Regions from separate parts of the Anser cygnoides genome. Here region 2 is linked to region 1. Evidence: chromatin contacts called from public Hi-C data. All regions are on one chromosome and are shown on one strand. Each heading gives the region's core, a stretch centred on a gene start, on an enhancer-like site or on the middle of the called end of the contact. The rest is flanking DNA. Distances are from core to core; before and after follow the strand shown. Region 1 holds the start of DUSP12 (dual specificity phosphatase 12). Region 2 overlaps LOC106045735 (a long non-coding RNA gene).

The links. A called contact is a pair of places that touch in the nucleus more often than the background predicts.
Region 2: a Hi-C map of liver shows a contact between it and region 1, with 1.6 times the contacts expected there. The contact joins the enhancer-like site here to the promoter of DUSP12 in region 1. A contact is called at or near these places in 2 of 7 Hi-C or Micro-C datasets (both in liver).

The regions. Positions count from the first base shown.
Region 1 is chr1:100,696,827-100,699,514 of Taihu_goose_T2T_genome, forward strand. It overlaps DUSP12 (dual specificity phosphatase 12), which reads right to left and starts at 1,323. Exons shown (of 6, transcript XM_066990420.1): 1 at 765-1,323; 2 at 558-671; 3 at 358-457. The coding sequence starts at 1,307.
Region 2 is chr1:100,730,420-100,733,107 of Taihu_goose_T2T_genome, forward strand. It overlaps LOC106045735 (a long non-coding RNA gene), which reads left to right. Exons shown (of 3, transcript XR_010834343.1): 3 at 2,577-2,688. Among named protein-coding and RNA genes, the nearest start is that of TENT5C, 27 kb to the left of the region's middle. Within about 2 kb of position 1,307, at least 1 of the 3 cell types and tissues checked has open chromatin away from gene starts, as enhancers often do. A contact at or near this core is called in liver, where this site is marked.

The DNA of each region.
Region 1 (2,688 bases), core at 73-2,572:
ATACTCATATGCTGCCCTCCTACAGCACACAAGACACATGAGATCTTCCTGATGCACAGCTAGTTAAAGACAGTCACAAACCACAGCAACACAGTTCAGAAACCACAGATGGGGGCACATGACTTAAAACTGCTAACAACGGTAACTTAAAGTAACCACACATCAGAAAGACCCACCCGGATGCCTGGTGCGGTCCGTGGGGCAAAAAAGCAGAGAGCAGAAAAACCGTATGATGCTGTGATCACCCGGCATCAGCCACCCAGGCCTTTGGGAGACCACAGCGGCAAGTTTCACCTCCAGCTCGAGCGCCACTGGCAGGGGCGGCGCTCCCACAGCCCCCCCGGCTCCCCCACTCACCGGGGTACCTCTCCCTGAGCATCTGCAGGCGGTACCGCTTGTACAGGGCGCTGCCGCTGTCCACCGTGCAGCCCATGGCCTCGTAGAGCTTCAGCTGCCCCTGGAAGCCCGGGTTCACCCTGCGGTGAGAGAGAGGGGCGCGGGCTGAGGCCGGGCGGGGGGCAGCGCCCCTCACTCCGCCCTTACGGCCGGGCACTCACTCGGCATCGGGCTTGGCAGCCCTGACAGCAGCGTACGCCTCCTCCCAGCCGAGCCCCTGCGTCTTCATGAGGTAGGCGGTCACCACGGCCACGCTGCGGCTCACCCCGGCCTGGCTGCAAGGGAAGGCGCGGGACGAGGCGAGGCCGGCCCTCGGCGCCGCCCGGGGCTGCCAGCCCCGCCGCCGAGCCCCCGGCCCCGGCCCTCACCAGCGGACGAGGGCGGCCCCGCCGCCCGCCCGCGCCGCGCCGATGAAGGCGGCGCACTCGTCCAGGCGGCTCAGCAGGTCGGCGCCGGGCTCGTCCCGCGCACGGACGTGCAGGGTCCGCACCCCCGGCACCGCCGGCGGCTCCTCCGCGTCCACTGTGAGCACCGCCACCACCCCCGCGGCCGCCAGCGACGCCGGGGACGAGCACGACTCCGCGCCGCCCACGTAGAGCCCCGCCGACACCGCCACCATGCCGCCGACATCGGGCTCCCCCGCAGCGCCCGCCATGGCCGCGGCCCGGCGCCGCCCACAAGATGGCGGCATCCGCCGGCGGCCGCCCACAAAATGGCGGAGGGGGGCGGGGTGGGGCCTGTGCGGGTGTGTGAGGGGCGGCTGGCAGCTGTCGGAGACCGCGGCGCGCTTCGGTGTTTGGCTGTGGTTCTTTTTGCCGTGGTGGTAGCGTAAATGGTCTCCGTATGCCTAGGATGGTTTCTGATAAAGAAGGCATGCACAGAGTTTGGTAGAGGTTTTCCACAGATAGCATTTTCCCTTTCTGCCCAAAGGGGTTTTGGCACAGAGTGGCATTGGGAAGCATAGGAGGCACTCCTTCTTCTACCCCAGGTCCCCCCCCCCCCCCCCTTTTTTTAAACCTGTATTTATAAGGCGTTGTAAGGCGAGAAGTAGTAAATGGCACATGTTCAGTGCTGCCAGCCTTTCAAGTGCTACGATGAGGCTGTGAACATTCCAGCTCTGGAATTCCAGTTACAGAGAAAACCATGAAAGCATCAAGTATTGTGGTCTTACAAATACTCAGAAAACAGGCATCATTAATAAAACTCCTGATACATTGCTGAAACAATGGGGTCTGAGTGGACAAACGGATTAAAGGTGAGATCAGTCACTGCAGGAAAGCCTAGCACCTACACTTTTTAAGATTTCTGCTATCCTGCCTCAAAGTAGTCCTGTGATATAACCATTACATTCAGTGAGGAAAGGAGACCTGGAGGAGTATTTATCTAGGAAGCCTCTGGAACCAACACTGGTATGTAGGTTTGTGTTTGTGAATTGCTGGCTTGGAGATTAAAACAAACCGTAGGGCTGTGAGGGCCCTTCATTCCCTGTGCGTTACTTTTGTAGGGCACTCACAGTGAGCAGGGTTCTTTATCTGAGCTGAGTTCTTCTACAGGAAATCAGCCACAGAGAAAATCTGCTGGGAAACAAAATCAGTGCACTTGTAAAATCTGTTACACAATCACATCCACATAAGCAGGAGTAAAATTGACTTACAGAATAAAACTACCAGCAGTTAGCTTTAACTCTTTCTAGACTGAGGCTTCTCATTCGGGACTCAAACTATAAGCACCTTTTTACTGTCACAGATTTTGCATTCCTGTAAACATTTTTGTTACACACCTTATGGACTGAATATGCTTCTCACTGTAACCTAAAACTGAATCCAGACCAAGTAATTCCTCATGGGCCTTGCATAAAACCTCTGAGTAGCTTCTTGCCACTAAAAATCAAACGCCTGTCCCAGCTTGAAACCTGTCACGCTTATCTGTTTTGTGCTGGTTCTCATGCAACAAGTAGATTTTAAACTGCAAGAGAGTTCTAACTAACTCCAGATTTCTGTTCTGATCTCTTACTGTTAACCAGGCCATGACTTGCATTTGGTGCTGAAATCTGATACAGTGTAGACAGAGGCAACATGTCTTCCTTGATTCCAAGATTTATTGCAAGTTAAGCCATGGAAGATTATGGAGCAATGCAGAAATCTTGGTGCAGCTACTTTTTTCTGCCCTGCATAGGGTTCAGACCTGCCGTATGATGAAAGGAGACAGAGCACTCACTTTTACTCCCACAGAGGAAGATGCACTGTCTTAGCAGAACACCTGTGGAAAACATTACCATGCAACACATCTACA
Region 2 (2,688 bases), core at 57-2,556, 34 kb after region 1:
CTCTGGCTTTGTGCGCACATGCCTCTACTGCCGTCTGGGAGCTGCTCCTCTCTTGGGATTTGCCAGGCACAGCAAACCCTGTGCTGTTCAGACTCTGCAGGGTGCTGGGAGCTTGAAATGGAGGGTGTGGAGCAGCGTGAGCTCCCAGAGGTGCAGTAATGCCATGGGCATGGCCCCATCACTCCCACAAGGGGCAGCTCGTGGACCCTCTGGCATGTCAGAGGGTGCTTGATGGATCCAGGGGGCTCCTAAACAGCTTTGTTCCTCCCCACCAAAAATGATCAAACCCAAACCTTGAGAAGTGTCTGGAGTCAGCATGCTTAATTTAATGACGATGGATTCAGACTACACCAAGCCGTGCTGTGGCATGGGATGCCGCTGGAGTGGTCTGCTGCCCATGTTGTCCTTGCTTGGTGCTCCAGAGCTGCAGCGTATTTCCGTGGGACAGCCGATGAGCATTGCTTCGGGCAGTGCGTGTGCCCAAGTCCAGGCTAATGAAGGAGTCCTTCATTAAGGAGAAAACCTTGCTACCGGCTCTGCAATGTAATATTTTCCACAGGTCTAAGGACTGTTTCTAGTTCTAATGCTCACTGCCCACATGGATTAGTAAAATAACTTGCATCCAACAGCAAACACCAAGCAATACCTTTCCAGCCCCGCTGTTGGGTCTGTCACACTTTGAGTCCCCTTGGAAATGTGCCACCAGAGGATGGGGTAGGAGGGGATTTCGCAGGGGGCAACCCCAGAGTCTGTTTTTAGTCACTGGATTCGAAAGCTCACTGCGAGTTGTCAAATATTTCCTTCACCGTTGCTTCTGTAATGACTATTTAACTGGTTTTGCTTGCTGATGATAACAATGATGATCACGGAGCATAGAGTGAAACATTTAAATGTGATGCAGCAGAGAATTTGCCTAGCTGCATCAGTGGCTCCGGAAATGTCTGAAAGGGCATCTTGCTCAGGGCCACTCCATCTGCATAAATCCCCCCATCTTCTCTGTGTACTGAGTGCCCATCCTGTACCCCTGGGCTTAGCTGTCCCCGGCGGGCACATAAATCCTGCTGATGGCTGCTACCACGCTAGCCAGACTGCAGAACATTTCTATGTGTTTTGCTTTGGGGTTGTAAACTGTTGGGTTGTACTTTTTATTTTATTTATATTTAAATTCCCGGATCAGTCCGTTGAAAATGCTTCATTATACCGCTATAACAAAGTTAAGTTCAAAGAGATTCTCAAGTGCAAACAAACGTTTCTGAAACAGGACAAGCAGTATTTCCCTCTAATGTAACTATTTAATTTGGCTCTGCCAATACAGCTGTCCTACCATTACAGTAAAACATGTTTGCGTTTTTGAAATCCAGGTCTACAATGCTCTTGTCTGTTCTTGTAACAGAGCAGCTCTTCTGCTCAGCGGTCTTTCTTATGTCTCTACACTTCTAAAACTTCTTAATTTGTGTAACGTTACCATCCTGCCCGTGCTGTTAATCACCAGCTGGTCTTTGCTCAGTAACTTTTCACCAGGTTCACCTTTCATACCACGTGCAAGGCCTTCTGGAGGCATTTTGATAACAAGCCAGAGAGGCTTTTTCCTGCGAGCTCAGAATGACACTGAAAGGCATTTTTAGGAGCTTTCTGAAGTTCTCTGGGAACAGAAAGCAATGCAGAGCATGACCAGGGAGATCTGGAGAGCTGCAGCTATGCCCAGCAGTTTTCTGTTAGTTTTCCCCCCCCTGCAGACTCAAAGGTTTTGATGGACTGGTCTCATTACAGGCTGATAGCAACAGATTCAAGTGGCCTTGGGGTCTGATTTTTTTTTTTTCCTCTGCTCTTCTGTGCTTGGGTTAGCACTTGCCAGGCTGGCTCAGTTATTCTCTTTTGGGATCTCCTGTTTAGTGGCTTATCTCTGGGCCCCTGCAGCTTACTGGGGGTGTCATGAAGACTTTTAGGAACTCCTGAATCCACACAGGATGTATGAGACTGAGAGCAGAGTCTGGTTATGCTGAGCCTGTTGTTACTGCTGGCTGCTAAAGAGAAGAAGAGGTCCATTCACTATGAACCCACCTGCCCTGAATGGTTCCTTTGCCATTTCCCATGTTCAGTCCAGCAGGTACATGGTAGCCAGCAGTCAGACCAGCTCACTGCTCCAGTAGAAACTCACCTCACCAAGATCCAGTGAAGAGTTTACCATTGGATCAGTGAGCTGGAGAATCAGCAGAGCTAACAAATGCCAGGCAGGCATTTCCTTTTCTTGCAGTACAAATTCAGTCAAGGGGCCACAATGCACCTTCCCTGTTCTCGTGACAGAATTTGTTAGCCTTCAGCAAGCAAAGACACCTTTGAAATGCCCTTCCTGGGCAGACAGGGTAACATCTTGCTTGTGAATAAGCAAACCTATTCAGATCATGTAAATACGGCTTCTTCTGCCAAAGTATTAGCAATGGCTAAAGTGTGTCCAAGTCGCTATGTGAGCCAACTGCTGATATTAACCTTTTAAACCATGTAAGTTACGTGCTCTTTTGTTGTTGCAAACATTCTGGTGGGGATGAGGAATAGAGCTTGTAACTACTTCTTTCTAGGAAATAAACATGGTAAACCCAATGGACAACACTTAGCGTGCTCTGCAGGATGTGCACCCGGCCCCAGAACAGGACACCATCCTACTGATACATCCGCCTGGTTTTGTGCAGT